2 separate regions of the Ovis aries genome follow, and region 2 is linked to region 1. The links are chromatin contacts, called in public Hi-C maps. All regions are on one chromosome and are shown on one strand. The core of a region is the stretch at or near the end of the contact, and the rest is flanking DNA. Distances in the headings are between cores, read along the strand shown. Region 1 overlaps LOC132657831 (a long non-coding RNA gene). Region 2 holds the start of CD44 (CD44 molecule (Indian blood group)).

Region 1 (5,949 bases), core at 2,999-5,498:
GAGTGACTTTCTGTGAATCCATAAATATCTGCTCTACAGTGTCTTGGAAGAGCCAGGATGTCACCGCCATTCAACTCTGCTGAGCCCCTGCTCTGCGTGGGATGTTTTACCAGCTACACTTTGTCCTGCCCTTATGCTGCTCGAGGTAAGGTGGTCGGAAACTTGCTTGTGGACGGCTGCCCTTTCCTCCAGAAGCTTGCACTCCTCAAAGCCTTCCTTGGGGAGGAAGATTTGTCTAGACTCTTCACTGCAGAAGCTGCAGGACAGCCAGAAGTCACTCCTGGCCACCTCAGTGGCTCTTCTCACAGAGGTGCTGTGTTCCTCATTTGCTAATGGAGCAAGGAAACCTGAGACATTCCATCACTAGACATGGTCCAGCTGTCGCATGTAGGTGCATATTCATTTTTCTTCTTCTCTTGACCCTTAAACATTGGTGTATATTCATTTTTTCTCTCTTGATCCTGAAACATTTATTATATTTTCTTCTCCTGGCAGTCTAGGGATTAAGACTTCACCTTCTAACATAAGGGGTGTGGGTCCGATCCCTGGTCGAGGAGCAAAGATCCCACATGTCTGTAGCCAAAGAAAACAAAACCAGGGCTTCCCTTGTGGCTCAGCTGGTAAAGAATCCGCCTGCAATGCGGAAGACCTGGTTTTGATGTCTGGGCTGGGAAGATCCCAGAGGAGCCTGGTGGGCTATAGTCCATGGAGTCACAGAGTCAGACATAACTGAGCAACTTTCACTTCTCATTCTAAACTGGTTATATAGGCTTGATACAGAGAAGTGAGAAAACAGGAAAAGTAAAATCCAATAAAAATAATCTAAAATATTATCTTCAAGAGAAAATTAGTCATTATGAATATTCTGGTTTGTAGATTCTTCTAGTGTTAATTGCATTTATACATTTTGTTTTAGATAAAAGTGGAATTATATTACAGTGCTGATTTTATAAAAATAAACATTTTGAATGTGTACAAGGAGTGTTTCTTCAACTGTCCTTTCTGTTGCCACTTCTCCTGCAGATTAAAGTCTCAAAGCAGATGTATTCATTTAGCAGGAGAGTCAGGCTGTCTCATTAAAATTTGGATGAACGCCCTCTGTCATAGCTTATTTATATAAGTAGCTTTCTTAAATGGAGAAGGAAATGGTAACCGCTCCAGTATTCTTGCCTGGAGAATCCCATGGACTGAGGAGCCTAGCAGGCCACGGTCCATGGGGTCACAAGAGTCGGACACAACTTAAAGAATAAATGACAATGATGAGCTTTCTTAAAATCAAATCAATGGCTCTGACTAACAAGACATCCACATCAATGTCCCACAGCCATTGAAACAGCTACTCCTTCCTTATGTGTGTGTGTGTGTGTATATATATATATAAATATTTATATATATAAATATATAATATATTTTCCCTAATATAAATATAAATATATATAATTTAAATTATATATATAAATATAAAATATAAAATATTTTCCCTAATACTGGTAATTTGTGTGGGTTTTTTTTCCCTTGATAAATCTTGCTAGGGGATTAAAAATGCTATTAATCTTTTAAAAAACTGATTTATTTTATTCATTTCTACTTTCTATTTTATTGGTTTCTGTTCTCAAGTATTTCCTTTCTGTTACTCCTTTTGGCTTTAATTGACTCCTTCCTCCCTCCATATATTTTGCACATACAACAAACATTGGCTGAGATGTGTCAGCTGCTCTGAAGGGCAAGATTAAACAATTAAACTTCATTTATGATTTCCATGAACCCCCAAAAAGAAAAAAAAAAATCAAAGCACAACCATCCGTGTCACATTGAACTTGGAAGGAAGTATAAATAAAACATGCTTTGAACAAAAGCTGCTGGAATATGGAAAAATCTTTCCTAGCCAAGGCTCGCCTTTGAGGTTCACTCCAAAACCAGGCAACCACTAGAGATAGTTGGCCCATAATTTTGAGTGTCTGAAGTGCAGCAATTCCAGTTCATGAGCACTAATGTAATTTGTGAAAACAATGCACGCATCACTGGCATCAAACTCAAAGCTTAACAAGATCTCTCTTCTCCTGAGTGTAGCGTTGGCTGATTGCTCTGAGTCATTAAGTTGGAAGAGACACTCAAGGAGGATGCATTGGAGGAGCACACCAAACCAGGTGATTTAATTATTTCTCACATTTCTCTCCTCTTGGTAGCTAATTAGCAACATTCCTTTCGCTCCCTTATCTCTTTTGAGGTCATATCAGCAATTATCGCCCTCCAGTTTATGCAAAAACTACCTGAATAACTCACAATGCAGAAGAACTTATCTGCTTTCTTCCATTTCCTTTTGCCTAAGAATGATTAATAAAGAAATATTTCAAACATACAGCAAAATAGAGAGGTCAATAAAACCACCCAGATTTAACAGATGGTAATGCTCCACTGCACATACTTAATAATGCTTAAAAAAGCTCTTCAGTCATCCCTGCCACTTTTACAAGAATATTTGGCCTTTTGCTATAACATATCTTAGGCACACCTCTTTGTGCATAACTCTCTACGTCTCCCTCTGAAGCAGCTGCAGAGCTGTCAGCTCCACGGTCTTTATTGTTGCAGTATGGCCAACTCCACAGGGCAGGGGTGAGACCTGTGTGCGGCGTTTGCAGCATAGTTTGGGGGCCGTACAGATCTGAGTTCCAAACTCCTGTCAACTAGCCGAGTGAATGTGGACAAATGTCTGTACGTAGTTTCTCACTTGTAAAACAGGAATAACAATACCTCCTTGTAGAGATGTTGGAAGGTGATATAAATAAAGCATTAGAAGAGTACGCAGCACATGGTTAAGTGGTTGTTATCAGCTTATCTGTTGTATACATACCGAACAATCCTTATAAAGCTTGCGTCCATATCCAACTGAGACTATATTTACCAGGAACGAGCCAACCACTATCCAGATAATTAACAATTCCTTACCTGCAGACTAATACATATCACCTTGGTATGTAAAGCCAGATATAGCCCAGTGAAATGGCACTCTTTTCCTGTAATAGTTGGAGGTGGCTTTTTCCCATGGTTTTGATTTCAATAACAAAATCAAATTTTATAGTTTTATAGCACTTACTTTGATGTAAAGCCAAATTAGCCCATGAGATAAGGCAGCAGATTATAAAAGCAAGGTGCCTTATGATCATGGACATTATTTAGTTGTCTTTTTTAACATTTATTTTCTTTTTTAACTGAAGGGCAATTGCTTTACATTTGGTTGTTTCTATAAGCATCTCCTTTTTGTATCCTTAGGTTTCTTTATTATTTGTCATTAAAACAAATTACCCTTAAAAAAAAAAAAAACTACATTTTTAAACTCAGTTTCTCAACCGTGGCTGAGGCTCAAAGGCACCTGTTATCCATCCCAAGGTCCCCACCCAAGACACACTGGACTCTCTGGGAGTGATGGGGTGGGGAGAATAAGATGAATGGGATTAACGTTCCATTCAAGTGAGGCTGTTGTAGACCCAGAATTGAGAATCGCACTGGGTTAACTACTTGAAATGGTACCTAGAATCTGAAAGGCAGTATTAGATTTGGAAATTAATCAGAAAAATCCTTCTATATATTTTTTTCCTTCAATAGCTTAGCAAGGATGCTTGCTATCCCAAGTTTTCTGTTGCAACTTACGTCCTCCATAGGAATGAAGGGTATGTACAGTCCATCCAGGCACAGTGTAAATCAAAACACATGCCAATCTCTGGAAGGAAAGTGTTCGGACCATCTAACTGGATTCCACTAGAATGAGTCTGTGAGACACCACACTGAAGTAATTGAAAACCAACCCCTCTTTAGGATAGCCAAAACATACAAAAAATTGGATTTAACTCAATTTTCAAAAAGAAATTGCTTCTAATTGCATAATGCATACATCATATCCTTCTGCAAACAAAAACACACCAAATGTCAGAACCTGGCCTGAGAGTACACTGGTTTCCAGCCCTGAATGTGTTGCCTATTCCTGCCAAAGCTCACCTTTCCTCCCCCCCTCTTTTATTCCCATGAGCTGCATGCTCTGAGGTAATCGGGCAGAAAAGTACATCTGAAGATGGAGACCATTAAGAAATCACGCTTCTCTTTATTTATTACAGTCTCCATGGCGAGAGCAAAATAAAAGAAAACTGTTTCAAAGCAACAACAATAAAGGAAGTAGCGTCTCTCTCGGGCAGGCAAATCTCAGAAACTATGCTGCTCAGCGTCAGATGATGCCGTGTGCCCTGCCCCACATGGAAGTGCATGACTCCCCATGGGGCTGGCCTTATGCAGACACACAAACTCCAGAGAGCCGGAACCCGCTGCTAGAAGGTGCCGACTTTTATGCTGTCTCTGGGGATCGGGTTGCTAAGCTTCTCTTTCAACTGACTTCCAGATATCAGATGTGAAATCTCTGGGGCTTTCCAGGCCACCTAATTCAAAGTAATCAGGAACCTGAGTAGGGTCAGAATGCTGGCTGACCTCTTTCAACAAACAGGGACCTAGACTTTGGGCTGCTGAGACAGCCAGTTCTATAGCTCTGGACAAGAGTCAGCAGAATTTCTAATGCTTGAGGCAGGCAACTCCAAAGCTTGGCCCTCTCCCTCTAAGAAATTGGGGTCTCCAGACTTTTTAGTAACATAGTAGTATATTCCCTCATCCTTACTGTATCACTTTGGCCGTGTATTCAAGTCCTTTGACCCATATCAATTGCAGCGAGTTGCTTCCCCTTTAATAAAGGCTTTGAGTATCTAATCATAAATTTTCTGAACCATCTAACCCAATGACAGTATTCTCCCTGGTTAGCTTCCAAGAGTCCCCACCCCCTTTCCACTTTACCCCAGAAGAAAGTGGAAAAATAGGCAGAGAGAATGGTGAAACAGTAGTTTCTAATAGTTTGCTTGCTTTTTTTTTTCTAAAGGGAGGAAATTCCCTTTGTGGATTACTTAGAGCAAAAATGCTATCTCGGCTCTGGACTTGCCCCTATAGTCATTAACGTTGGTACTTTTAATTTAGTTTTGTAGGTTCCCTTTGCTTAAAAACCCAGGGGAAAAAACCCAACTCTTTAATTTACTCACATCCTGCTGGGCTTTCTCAGGCTAATCATTTTCACACCAGCATTAACTGCAACATCCTAGTTAGAAGCAAAAGGGGAGACAGGTCTACTGGAGGTGGCCAGACCGCTGAGGGAAGGAGGTCCATGCCTCTTGCCGGAAGTCAACACCAGGGCCACCCTCAGCTATTTCAAAGGTCAGCAGGCGCAGTCCTAGAAGAAAACACTACACTTACTTTCCAACCTGCAGAGCTCAGGGAGGCATAAAGATTCAATTAAGTAAATTAACTGACAACATGTGGTAACTGCCAGTTCCTGAGAACCCAAGAGATAAATAGGAAGTTATCCTCACCCTTCAGGTGACGGAAGAATTTATCTTGATGCAACAAAAATAACTACTTTACAATATTGTGATGGTTTTTGCCATACATCAGTATGAACCGGCCATAGGCATACATGTGCCCACCTCCCTCCCCACCCGATCTCTCCACATTGTCACAGAGCTCTGGCTTTGGGTGTCCTGCATCACACAGCAAACTCGCACTGGGCATCTATTTTACATACGGTAATGTATATGTTTCAGTGCTATTCACTCAAATCATCCCACCCTCTCCTTCTCCCACTGAGTCCAAAAGTCTGTTTTAAATAAATAAACATTTTTAAATAGGAAGAAATAAAGCAAGCGTGTGCTTTGCAGACTTGGAGAGGAGCTCTCCTCCTCGTCCTGGGGTGACCCTGGGTCCCTGGCTCTGGGAGACCACTTGACCAGCAAAGTTGACAGCTGCCCCCCTCCCCCTCCTCCCCCTACACAGAAGTATAACCTTTGTAACCATGGCAACTTAAGCCTGTGGACTAGTGTTATCCAAAGGGTGACTTTTCTTTCTTTCCTATCATGGCAGTTCACA
Region 2 (6,728 bases), core at 2,811-5,310, 130 kb before region 1:
TTCTCAGCCTGCCAGGGAAGAGGAAAGCCACTCATCCCAGGCTTCACTTTTGCTGGCCTCACACAATTTCCAGAGTCCTCCAGAGGCAAATAATGAATCAAAGCAACACAGGCACTGGAGTCTTAACACAGAGGATGTGAGACAACAGAGGACCCCAACTCCATCACTCATACTAGCTGTGTGTCCTCGGGCAAGTCATTCCATCTCCCTGAGCCTCTCAACTTCTTTATCTGGAAAATGGAATGAAAAGATTGCTAAACACACACAGGGCTGTTGTGAAGCTTATATAGGATAACCTGTTCAAAGCCCATGGCTGAATGCCTCGTATGAAGCTGTGTGCATGCGTGCTCAGTTGCGTCCGACTCTTTGTGACCCCATGAACTGTGAAGCCCTCCAGGCTCCTCCATCCATGGGATTTTCCAGGCAGAAATACTGGAGTGGGTTGCCATTTCCTCCTCCAGGGGATCTTTCTGAGCCAGGGATTGAACCCACATCTGCTGGGTCTCCTGCCTTGCTGGCAGATTCTTTACCACTGAGCCACCAGGGTCAGCGCTCGGTAAATGGTATTGCCTGCAGATTTAGGACCCTACTTCATAGAGGAACCGAGTGTCAGGCTTTTAAAGCTGGAATGCTGCTAACTGAGAGGGATTCAGCAACACCCCAGGAGGCTCTGGACAGTACAGAGGCTCTACCCCAAGCAGCCACTTTGCTTGATAAGAAGAAAGTTATCATCTTTATTCTTAGGTTAAACTCAAACTGGGTATACTGTGGAGGAAAATATAAAATTGTATCGAGTGTTTAAGACAGCAACTAAAGGTGTGAAACAAACGTTGCTACCTCTGTAGACCACACATTCCCCACCCACTGTAAGCAGTGGGCTCAGTCCTGGAGGATTAAGGTATTTCAGAGCCCTGAGGTTTGGAAAGCGTCCTGTGCTAACACTCGGCCTGAGAGACAGGGGAAGTCACCTTTCTCTCTTTGGGGACCTGTTTCCTCCTTGGGAAAAAGAAAGGGTTTTTCTAAATGATTCTTGGAGTCCCCATCTCTGAATCTACAATAGTGAGTCAAGAAATATTTCTTGAATGAGTGGAAAGGGATCTGTCATAAACTAAGAATTTCACACTGCCCTGCAGCCTCTCCAAATTGCGTGGGCCAAACTGGAAAAAGAACGGAAACTTTTTCTACTGGCTGCAAAACTCAAACACACCTACTTGGCACTGTGCCTTTGTAGGAAGGAAGATGGCCATTGTGTATCTGGGGAACAACTGAATTAACTGATGCTAACCAACCTCAGCGGGAATGGAGGTTGGCTTCGTTGCTGCTTCTCCTGGGAAAACACAGCCAAAAGTCTAACTCCCAGAAAGAGGGGTCTCTAAGGCTCAGAGGGATCAGAAGGGTGCCAGCCACCCCCAAAGCCCCAGAGCTCTTAGCTGCACCCCTCTTTCTAAACACCAGGGGCACAATTCTCTAGCAAGGACCTCTCACCCACAGAGGACAGGAGGCAGGCAGGTATAGAGGGCTCACTTCACTGCTCTTTATCCAGGGTTACTTTCGTCCTTCCACGTGTGAAATGTAGTTCAACAGATCTGTTCTCCAACTTAGAGTTTGGGTCCAACGCTGCTTAATTGTATTTGGCTATGTCTCTACTTCTTGCTTTTCAGTATGAAGATCAGACCCTTTCTTCCTCCCCAAAGCCTTGCCACTTGCTGAAATGTCCACATTGTCCTCTGGAGCCCACCACCTTCGCTGGTGGGGCACCAGAAGAGTCTTCCCGCCTCCTCTTTGTCCTTCCTCTCTCTGCCAGCCCAGCCCGAGCCCACTGTTAACTCACATCTCCTTCCCAAGTCTCAGTTCCTTCCAAAGAGCTTAACAAGTGCATGAAAGCCTGGGCCCAGGCAGCTATCGCTACTGGCATTTTTTTGCGCTTCCTCCAAATGACGCTCCCCAAAGGGACCACGGAAACCCAGAGCAGGAGTAAGCCTGCCCATCTGGGGGGAAGGGAGGAACTTCAAGGGTCAGGACAGTGCCAAATATCAGGGGATGGGGCCCTTTAGAAGAATTTGCGCTACAGGATGGAAGGAGTCAGGAGTCGAAATCCTCAGAAGCAAAGCAGAAGATGCCCCAGGGAGGTAACATACAAATGGACTTCCTTATAGGCGAGAGAGAGAGAGAGAGAGAGAGAGAGAGAGAGAGAGAGACAGAGAGAGACAGAGAGAGACAGAGAGAGACACCAGCCTGGTTCCTCTTCCCTGAGGCCAGGCTCACAGCTCTCCCTGAAATCTTTCCCTGCTCTCTCCCATCCCAAGTCTCTCTGCCTTTCAAGAGATCCCTGGAGCTCCAGTTCCCCTTTGAAAGCCTCCTCTAAAGCCTCTGGTCCACCACCTCCTTCATAAAATCCTTTCTGAGTTTGTCCATATCACGCTGCTGTTTGTCCATATCATACATGCAGCTTAACCAGTGCTAACCAAGCAACAGGCAAAGAAGCTTGGTTCACAGAACCAGCAGTCTTCTGACTGTGTGAACACAGACAAGTCACTTAAGCTCTCTGAGCTTCGGTTTGCTGCCCTCCTGCAAAACGGGGCTAACGACAGGACACTTCTCAGTGGGCCATTGTTGAGGGTAAAACGAGATAACGCGTGTAAAGAATTTAGCACAGTGCCTGGCCCAGCCCAAATGTATAATAAATGGTGGCTGGTGCTGCCATTATGATTACTGTTAATTATTATTATTAATTATTACTTTTCTGATTCAGGAATCTAAATCCTAGACCCTCACTTATCCTCTCAGTCTAAAGTACCCCGGTAGGACTGTGTCTCTTACTTTCCTGGTACCCCCAGAGCTGGGTTTAATAAACACTTGCTGAGTAGAATTAACCATAGGTTGAGCTGTCTTAATGACCCAGCTGGCACTTCTTAAAAGAAAAATTAATTTTGCTAGCGATAAGCAAATCAGCCATGTAATTATCTGCACATATAAAGACAAAGAAAAGGAATGCTTGGAGTTCAGCCTTGCCAGAATACCTCACACGCAGCCACCCCCTCGACAGCCCCTGAGAAGAACGGACCCTGTGGGGATGGGATACAGGCGCCGGGATCCCTGATGCCACCCAGGAGCCTGCTTCTCTGTCCTGCTCCGAGGCTGCCAGGCACCCACTGGGAGCCACATGACTGTCTGGATTTCCCCTAACTGATTGGCAGCCTGCAGGAGGTTGCCAGGATGGAGCAGCTGGCCGAGTCACTGCCTATCCTACTCACACTCCCTGCCCCAGGCTGGCACCTCGTGGCGACCCAGAACCTTGCCACAGAGAAGGTTCAAGTTCCCACAAGCGTTAAGATTGTTCGTGACTGGAGCCAACTGTAAGAGCTTTGGAACCTAGGTGAAATGGGAGAGCCACAGGAACGCGGGACCCCATTCTGGGAAGCTTGTTGCCACCAACCCTCACAGAGGGCAACAGTGCCCACCTCTATGGCCACCTCGCTAGCACCCCTGTCCCTACCCCAGCCCCTGTCCCTGCCCTGCGCAGCCTGGCTTGAAGTGCCCTTGGGCACAGGAGTGTGTTAGTCCAGACAGGCTGCGCGCACCCAGGAGTACAGTTCCTTGTGCTCCACCGGCTCCAACCACCCCACCCCAAACCGCGCGCCAACAGCCTGCTGCCCAGCAAACTTTTCTGCGCCCTTTCTTTTTGCCGTTCCACAAAACGGTGCTTCCCAACGACAGGCTCTCCAAGAGCTTAGCGCAAATCCTCGCCCGGTCCTCCTTCGCCAAATCCCAGCCGCTCGCCGCCCACTTGACCCCGACCCCGCCAGGGCCAACGGAGCCCGCCCGGCTGGGTCCGGGCCACTCCCTCCCGTCCGGGCGGGCACTCACCGATCTGCGCCAGGCTCAGCTGCACGAGGCAGAGTCCCCAAGCTGCGCGCCACCAAAACGTGTCCATGGCGTCGGAGCGACCGACCGAGCGAGCGGAGTGGAGCCGGAGGGGCCGGGCGCTGGGCGGGGGCCGGCGAAGCACGGGGCAAGCAGGGCGCCCGAACCTGTCGGAGGCTGGGGTCCGGCTGGCAATGAGGGCGCCTCGGAAGTTGGGTGCAGTTTTTATTCGAGGGTTGAGAGTGACCTAAGAGGGAGGGAGCGAGGGAGGACACACCCAAGCGAGGGGGCTGTGACTAAGCAGCCCGCAGAAGTTTAAAGACGTACCAGCTCTCCTTAGCCCTGGCCCCTCCGCCCCCGCCCCGTTCTCCCCCGAGATAATAAAGCGGGGTGTCTGGGCGCGCACCCCGGAGGGCCGAGGGGGTCCCCGTGCACCCAGGACGCACCGACTTTTCTCTCCTGGCGGCTGGGAGCGCAGCCTCTGGACGCAGGAGGGAATAACTGAGTCCTGAAACCTCGCCCCTTTGGGTTCAGCCTCTGGCCTCTCCCCTCCGCGAAGTTTCTCTTTTGACTCAGGCTGGGGAACTCTTCTCTGTGGGTTTCACAGGCAGCTGGATATTCTGGGAGAGGGGCTGGGACCGTGGAAGTGTGGTTTTCCCCTGCGCATGGTCGGGAGCTTGCGATTCTTCCAGGGAAGGGAGGAAGAGCTCGTCGACCTTCCCTTGAAAGAGAAGGGAGTTCATTAACACGCTTCGGGTGGACTTTTGATTCTTAGCAGGACTGCTCAGGGAAAGCTAATGGTAGCCAGCCACGGGGCTGGTATTTGGCTCTACTGACCTGTACATCATCTTCCGGTCCCAGGCTGGCACCTGGTTCCGTCTATCCATTCCTCCTTGGCTTACTCACACTCTCACTCATCCTCCCAAACACCCACGGGTTCCTCTATCTACCCATTTTATCTTGTGTCTCTCCAGGGCTCACACATCTATTTACCCTCCTGTCCATCGGTATGCACTGACATGCACCCAGCCTCCTGTCCAGCCATTCTGTCTACCCATCCATCAACCACATCTTCTTCCAACCACCCTCCCATACAACTTCTCATCCATCTATTAATCTTTTCACATCTCTTTGTAAAGCCACATCCATCTATATACTATTCTCCCCTCCATCCATCCATACCCACATATCTGTTCATACATGTACTCACACATTATCTATCCATCCATCCATCCATCATCTACATATCCATTCATCATTTTACCCCTCCTCTCACCCACCCACACATCGATCCCTTCTTTCTTGGTCCCGTTTATATTCCTATCTACATGAATATTAATCCACTTTCTATCCTAATCTATTCTACTCAGCAAATCTCAGAAAAGGGAGGAGATTGTCATATTCCTCATTTTGAGTTTGAAAAAATCATACTTTGCACTATAATTCCATATCTATCTGTAACATTGTGATACAATATTTGAAAAGCAAGTGCAGCATTTATTGCTAACTTGGACTACTGAATCTGATACCAGAAACTGTGAAGAGACCCTGAAAGAGCCTTGCCAGCATTTTTAAAGCAAAGTAACCACTTTTTTATTTTGGAGAGCAATTGGAACATTTGATCAGATAAAAAGATTGAAGGAGGACAGCAAGATATGAGGCTAGGGGGTAAGCAGGGGCCAGTTTGTAAATTATACTAGGAAGTTTGAGCTTGATCCCTAAGAAACAGGAAGTCAATGAAAGTTTACTTTGCTGTTGCTGTTGTTGTACTAAAATACACCTAATAGAAAATTTAACATTTTAGCCATTAGGTAGCTTTTCATGCAGTCATGAAATTGTGCAGCCATCCCTACTGCTTTAGTTCAGGCTGCCATAACAAAGTACTATAGACTGGGTGGCTTAAATGACCGATTTATTTCTCACAGTTCTGGAAGCTGAGAAGTCCACGATCAGGGTGCCAGTATGGTCCGGTTCTGGTGAGAACACTCTTCTGGTTTGCAGAGAGTCATCTTCTCTGTCCTGTCCTGTCCTCACAAGAGGGAGAGAAGGGGATGGAGGGCGAGAGAGAGGACAAGCTCTCTTGTGTGCATCTGCTTATAAAGGCACTAATCCCATTCACGGGAGCTCCACTCACATGACCTAAACTACCTCTCAAAAGCCCCACCTCCTAATAGCCTCACACTGGAAGTTAAGATTTCAACATATGAACTTGCAGGGAGACAAACATTTAGAACAAATGCTATGTAGTTCAGTGTGAGTTTTGAGTTGGGAAGAGCCTGCTTGACTAGGGGCTGTTCCTCTTGCATTTTCAGGGAGAGTATTTGGAGCTGAAAGATCGCTGGACTTACTGTTCCCCAGCTGCTCAGTGGCTGACATTCCACGTCCAAAGGGGTGGCCCGTCTGAAACAAAGAGCCCCACTTGACCAACAGGTATGCTGATAAACGCTACAATAGTAGCTGACTTGGCCGAGCCATCTGTGACCAAGAGGACACTTTCCTTCAGCAACTGGGGGCAAACTGGCTTCCAGGCAGATCTTCAGGCTCTGATCACGTGAGAAACCAGCCCTGGTGAGTTTCGTGGAGAGAACACTGGACAAGGAATGACCGTGGCTGTTTTGTGTCACTTCCAGGGTTTTCAGCTTTTTTTCTTGTTTGTTTTGTTTTGGAGAAGAGGGGGAAAGTGGAATGGATATTTGTAGTCACTAGAAAGACTGGAAACAATGTTTGTCTTTCTGTTCCATGCATGGAACTAGGTATTTCCTTGGAGACTCCTCAGAAACATACACAGGGATCAAAGCAAAGGCTTAGGTGTGGGCTATGCCTCCCCCATGGGAGAAGGAAATGGCAACCCACTCCAGTATTCT

The links. Hi-C and Micro-C count contacts between places; a contact is called where the count stands out from the background.
Region 2: a contact with region 1 is called in a Hi-C map of tail adipose tissue, with 1.7 times the contacts expected there. The contact joins the promoter of CD44 here to the enhancer-like site in region 1. A contact is called at or near these places in 2 of 16 Hi-C or Micro-C datasets (blood and tail adipose tissue).

Annotation. Positions count from the first base shown.
Region 1 is chr15:64,328,025-64,333,973 of ARS-UI_Ramb_v3.0, reverse strand. It overlaps LOC132657831 (a long non-coding RNA gene), which reads right to left. Exons shown (of 2, transcript XR_009596541.1): 1 at 5,070-5,949. Among named protein-coding and RNA genes, the nearest start is that of TRNAC-ACA, 47 kb to the left of the region's middle. Within about 2 kb of position 4,248, at least 19 of the 54 cell types and tissues checked have an H3K27ac peak or open chromatin away from gene starts, as enhancers often do. A contact at or near this core is called in tail adipose tissue, where this site is marked.
Region 2 is chr15:64,455,115-64,461,842 of ARS-UI_Ramb_v3.0, reverse strand. CD44 (CD44 molecule (Indian blood group)) reads right to left here and starts at 4,060. Exons shown (of 11, transcript XM_060399518.1): 1 at 3,868-4,060. The coding sequence starts at 3,934.